2 separate regions of the Mus musculus genome follow, and region 1 is linked to region 2. Evidence: chromatin contacts called from public promoter capture Hi-C data. All regions are on one chromosome and are shown on one strand. The core of a region is the stretch at or near the end of the contact, and the rest is flanking DNA. Distances in the headings are between cores, read along the strand shown.

Evidence for each region. Promoter capture Hi-C pulls out the DNA fragments that hold promoters and counts their contacts.
Region 1: a contact with region 2 is called in a promoter capture Hi-C map of pre-B cells, with 2.2 times the contacts expected there. The contact joins the promoter of Zdhhc7 here to the promoter of Cyba in region 2. A contact is called at or near these places in 2 of 39 promoter capture datasets (liver and pre-B cells).

Annotation. Positions count from the first base shown.
Region 1 is chr8:120,100,091-120,102,790 of GRCm38.p6, forward strand. It overlaps Zdhhc7 (zinc finger, DHHC domain containing 7), which reads right to left and starts at 1,382. Exons shown (of 8, transcript NM_133967.3): 1 at 1,002-1,382.
Region 2 is chr8:122,431,652-122,434,351 of GRCm38.p6, forward strand. Cyba (cytochrome b-245, alpha polypeptide) reads right to left here and starts at 1,289. Exons shown (of 6, transcript NM_007806.3): 1 at 1,159-1,289. The coding sequence starts at 1,216. Mvd (mevalonate (diphospho) decarboxylase) reads right to left here. Exons shown (of 10, transcript NM_138656.2): 10 at 1,945-2,524. The coding sequence ends at 2,444.

The sequences.
Region 1 (2,700 bases), core at 132-2,631, 2.3 Mb before region 2:
CTGTTGAACAAATTCTGAGTGAAATTATCTCTTCACTTTTTCCCACTCTCAGCCCAGAAGCCAGTAACTCCTTACCAGTAACTCCACAGAGTACACAACACAGTTTCAACACCCCCAACCTGTCTATTTTGTGCAACGTTCAAAAAATGAAATTAACACTCCCATTAGCCCATTTTGTAAAATACCTCCAAGAACCTTTCTCTTTAACCACTTCTGCAGGGGCAAGTATCACAAGGTATCTTTTTTTGTTGTTGTTTCTAAATGTAGCATGAATTAAGTGAAAGTTATAAACAACTTTGGAAAGATCAGAGTGGTGTGCTGGGCAGATTTACCAAGAAATATAAATGACCTCTCTCCCAAGGCAGTAAAATAAACACAAGTGTACTCCCTCACTAAGGGGACTGATTGCAAAGCAGACTGTAGCTTGGATTTGGACAGCGCCACACACACCAGTGAAAGCCGCTACAGTGCAGACTGCTGCAACTATGACTACTCCAATTTAATTGCCACAATAAACTGGCTGTTCACGAGCTAATAAAATGTGCCTATTTAATAGCTAGAAGGGACTTAGTTCTAGAAATAATGACAGCTCAATAGAGTTGAACCTTATTGCCCTGAAAGCTGACCCGATTATCCCAGATGCCCTTCCGGGTAACTACCCTCCTAACACCATGGCCAGGGGCAGGGGGGAAGAGAAGGGAGACCGGCAAAGAACAGAAGAGTCCCGCTAAAGAGAGACAACAGAGGCCTTGGGAAGACAGACCTGCGACGAAGCATGACCATAAAAAAACTTGACAGCTCGCAGACCGGTGACAGCACTTTATGACAGCCACCCTGACGTTAGCTCTGGAGCGCCCAAGGTCAGGCAAAAGGCTGCAGGTGCAAATGGGGCTCGATCCTGCGGGGTCCGCAGAGGAGACTGGAGAGCCCCCGAGGGGACCGCAGCGCGGAGGCGGCGGGGAGCCGCCCGGGGTCGCGGCCGCCGCTCTCCCCGCACTCACCCGAGGCCCGGGCGGGGTCGCCCAGTGCTGAGGCTCCTGGTGGCCGGCGGCTGCAACGGCGCGGGCGGCGACGCATCATGCGGCAGCGCTCATGGCCGGGCCGGGTGGACCCGGATCCGGCTCGGTTCCGCGCTGCTCGGGCCGGCCGGGCCGGTGGGCGAGAGGCAGCAGCCCCAGCAGAAGCGGGAGCCCGACGCCGAACTGGCACAGCCGAGCCGAACGACCCCGGAACTGGACCAGGCCGAGGTCAAGACGCTGCGCCTGCGTCCTTCCGGTCGCGCCGCCCGGGGCTTCCGGGAGGCGGATCGCGGGGAGGCTCTGGCGATTTCATCCAAGACCGGGCTTCCAAGAACTCGGCGGTTCTTGGAGGAGAGGCAGCAGCATCTACGGCAAGACTACTAAACGGAGATCCCCCGGGAAGGGTGGCCCGGAAGAGAAATCAGTGCCTACGGGGCGCCGCGAGGGCCACGCCGCGTTGCCGTTCGAGAGCACTCGATAAGGCTTCCCGCCGCACCATACATAGATGAAGTTTGTGGCGACTCCGATTCTCTTTTTAAGGATGTCGGTGCCAGGTGGAGGAGGGAGAACTACGGAGATGAAGGATAGAGGCGCGGGGGTGGAAGCAACTGAGCCAGAGGGCGTTTGGGAGCCCGAGGCAGCGCCCTGGACCGGAGATGGGACTCCTGGGTCCAGGCTTGCACACCTCCATGCCCAGGTCGCTGGAGCGTCGCTGCGACCCCTTCCTGATGACCGGCCAGAGTTTTGCGGAGGTAGAAACGAGTGTTTTTATAACCTTCACCCGTCCCCTGCCTCTTGAGTCCCCTGACAGACTTAGCACAATTTGTCCAGGGCAGAGAAGTGTTTGGTAGTTAAACTGGCAAACGCAAGGTGTGCTGTGATACTAAAAAGGGCTATAATGACAGCTCCGGGATCTAGCCCATTGGGGTACGCACGCCATCTTCGCTGGGTTTCCTGTCCCCGCGCCCAGAAACTGCTATTCGAGCCAGATTTTTGGAAATAAGGGTGCATTAGATTAACTGCTCCAAAATTACAGCTTTTAAGTTTAGGCATGGAAGTGCACGCCTAAGTCCCAGCACTCAGGAGGCTGAGGCAGGAGGATTCGGAGTTCGAGACCACTCTAGACTATATAGTAATGCCATCTTGAAAAAAAAAAAAGCATCTTTTGGGTTTGAAAAATTATGGTTACATCTTTTTAATCTTATTTAATTCTTTCTTTAATTCTTATGTCTGTGGGTGTTCTGCCCGCATATATATATCTGTGTACCACGTGCATGCTCGAGGAGGGCATTTAGATACCCTGGAACTGGCGTAAGCAGTTTTGAGTTGGCTTATGGGTGCTAAGAAACCAAACCTAGGTTTTCTGGAAGGACCACCTCTAAGCAGACTCGCAGGCTCTGTAGCCCCTTTTGTGGTTACGTCTTGTGCATCCATATACTCACTATGGTACCAACCTTTCAGGTGCCTCTTGTTTGGCCTGCCCTAGGTAGCTATTTCCTCAGGATGGAAAGCGGGGCTCAGGACACCCATAAGACCCGGGAGGTCTTGTGGATCATGTAAGGAGTACACTGTTGCTGGTTAGAGGAGACTTTCTGGAGCCTTGCAGGCTGTGTCATGAGCATGTTTTCCCATGCTAGGGTGGACTTCTCAGTGTTGGCAATGCCTCAGTTACCCATACACC
Region 2 (2,700 bases), core at 39-2,538:
CACACTCGGTGGAGAAAGTAAGTGGCCACAGCCTGTGACTCCTCAGCACAGGAGACTTGTGTCAGCCTGAACACCCTGAACAATTAGCTGAGGCAGTACATAGAGACCTTAGCACACACGAGGACAGGAGACACTGCATGGACAGCGCTCGCCAGGTCTTCCCACCCTTAGGTGTGTCTGGCACCCCCACTTCCTGGAGGTAACTTTTGAAACCGTCCATAGTGGTCACAGGACAAACCACTACTGGCAGGAGGCTGGGAAGGGTAAGAAGGGAGACTGCAGGTGGGGGAGGGGCGCCATTTTCAAAAGGTTGGGGTTGCAAGGCCTTCCACGGGAGCTTCCAGCGTGGGCTGGGGGAGATTTCTCTATCACCTCTTCGATGCGCTATTCCCGGGTGAGTGGAGGGGGGTCTGGGCCATCCTCCCTGCCCTGGCAGGTCTTTTCTGGCTCCCTTCGGCTTTGAGGCATGTCTGCAGTTTCTAGTCTCAGGCCTGCTGCTCATGGTCTGGTCTATTAGGTTCCTTTCCTGGTACAGTGAAGCCCAGGGGTCCCACTGCCCCTTGGCAAACCTCCCAGACAAGCTGAACTGTTCAAGCCACGGCCAGTGTCAACCTGACTAAAGACTAGTGTCCTGCATCTTAACTCGGCAGGCCATCAGGGCTAAGATCACTCTGAGGGGTGTCCAGACTCTTGTGAAATAGTTTCTGCGCACACTTCGCTTGTGGGATGGAGCCGATTGCTCCTCTAGGATGAGCTTAGCTCCTATCCCAGGCCCCTCGGGGAGAAGCCGGAGCCCGAGTGACCTCAAGGCCAGAGTCCCAACTCCTGGCCAAGTGGGCTGTGCGCAGAAGAGGGTCTTCCGGGGGTTTTCCTAACCAGGCGGGAAACCACCGAGTGAATGTCTCTTCCCCAGCTGTAAGCAACTTCCTCCTCTGAGGTCCCAGCGCGGACCCAACAGGGTGCAGGGCGGGGTCGCCTCTAGAACAGGCGGCCGAGCACGGCCTGCAGCGGCCACCGCCCGTCCTGTGCCCGGAGGCCCCGGTAGGTCTCTCCGAGGATCCGCGCTTTGAGGTCCGCAGAACCAGCCCGAGCCCTGCTTCCCCCGCGGTGCCCCACGGGTCCTGAGCAACCCCTCCACCCGCAGCCCACCTCACTCACTCAGGCCAGACGCCAGCGCCTGTTCGTTGGCCCACATGGCCCACTCGATCTGCCCCATGACGAGGACCCTGCGCACACGCAGCAGCCCGGTCCAACTCTGCAGCCCACTTCGCAAGTCCTCACTGATCGGCCCGCCCCCTGCTCAGGCCCCGCCCTGTCGGGCTGTGCCCCAGAGGCCTCCTCTGCACCTTCCCTTTGAGCCTTGGTGGGTGGGACAGTCTCCCCATCGACCTCTCTCTCCAGCTGGAAAGTACCAGGGCCACTTGTGACTGCTTGTGACTTGTGACCGTACCCCCCCAGGGCCAGAGGCGTAAGTCACTTCATCCACCTGCTCCTCTAGTTATCAGATAAAGGCTGCTCCCTAAAAGGAGATGAGGTTACTTCCGACCCACTGTGAGCTGGGGCAGGTGTGTGTCCTGGGTCACGTGACTACGGGGTGGGGGTAGGGGACCATAGTGTGCAAGGCTGGGAAAACCCAGAAAGCAGGGGACAGAACACCGGAACACCGTTGTTCTGTTGTCTCTTTCCTCTGGCCTAGACCAGCTCCAGCAGCTGTTGCATGTATGCTGGGGTATGACTTAGGGTGGTCACAAGGTGGCAGGAGACTCTCACGGGGCTGGCTTGTGGGCAGTGGGAAGTGTTCCTGGCAGGACCCACTTCAGCCCCCACCTCTCCACTACATAGGGAAACAAGACTGAACTCAATGGCGGGTAGGACCCAGCAGATCAGTAGACCAGAGACCCTAAAGCGCTGGTTTAGGAAGAAAGAAGAAAGCACAGCCCACACGGGCAGGCAGGAACAGCACACTTTATTCCTGTGGTCCTCAGGTCCACTGACTGCACCCTCATGAGGCACCCACACACACAATGGACCCTACCTGTGGGCTCGACAGCCCCTACCCTCACCAGGAGGCTTTATAAAGAAACTGTGGCCTGAGTCTCAGCAGAGAGGCACCGCTGTCTGAGCCATCACGCTTAGATGGTTACTGAGGCCCTCAGAGCATCTTGGGGGAGGGGGGAGGCACCGACTCCCCATCCCTGATGAGCAGCTGTCTGGAGTGCTGGAAGGTCCATCGAGTGGGTCAGCTAGCCCTTCAGAAACCAGCGGGGAACCGGAGGCACTTGAGAGGGGTTCCCGTGATCGCCTAGATGGCTGCCCATCACACTCGACATCCCCCAGTATAATCGATCATCAAGCAGCCCTTCAGGAGAGGCTGACCAGCAGGCCAGCTCCCGAGTTCCAGTGGGCAACCCCTTTCTCCAAATGGCACTGGACGTGGAAGAGGTCAAAGGTCCCGTTGTGGCAGTCCATCCTGGCCTAGCAGATGATCATGAGTGTCGTCTAGGACTTGAGGTCCTGGTCCGACCTGGGGGGAGAAAAATCAGTGTCCAGTCATGGGGTGCGGCAGTAGCCGCTGCTCCGGAGACTTTACAGGTCAGAGACTCTAAGGCAGGATTAGATTGGGGGGGGTGGTGAGACACGGGTGGGTCCCTTCGTGGTAAGTCCACACCAGCTTGCGCAGGATGAGCCTCTCAAGCTGCC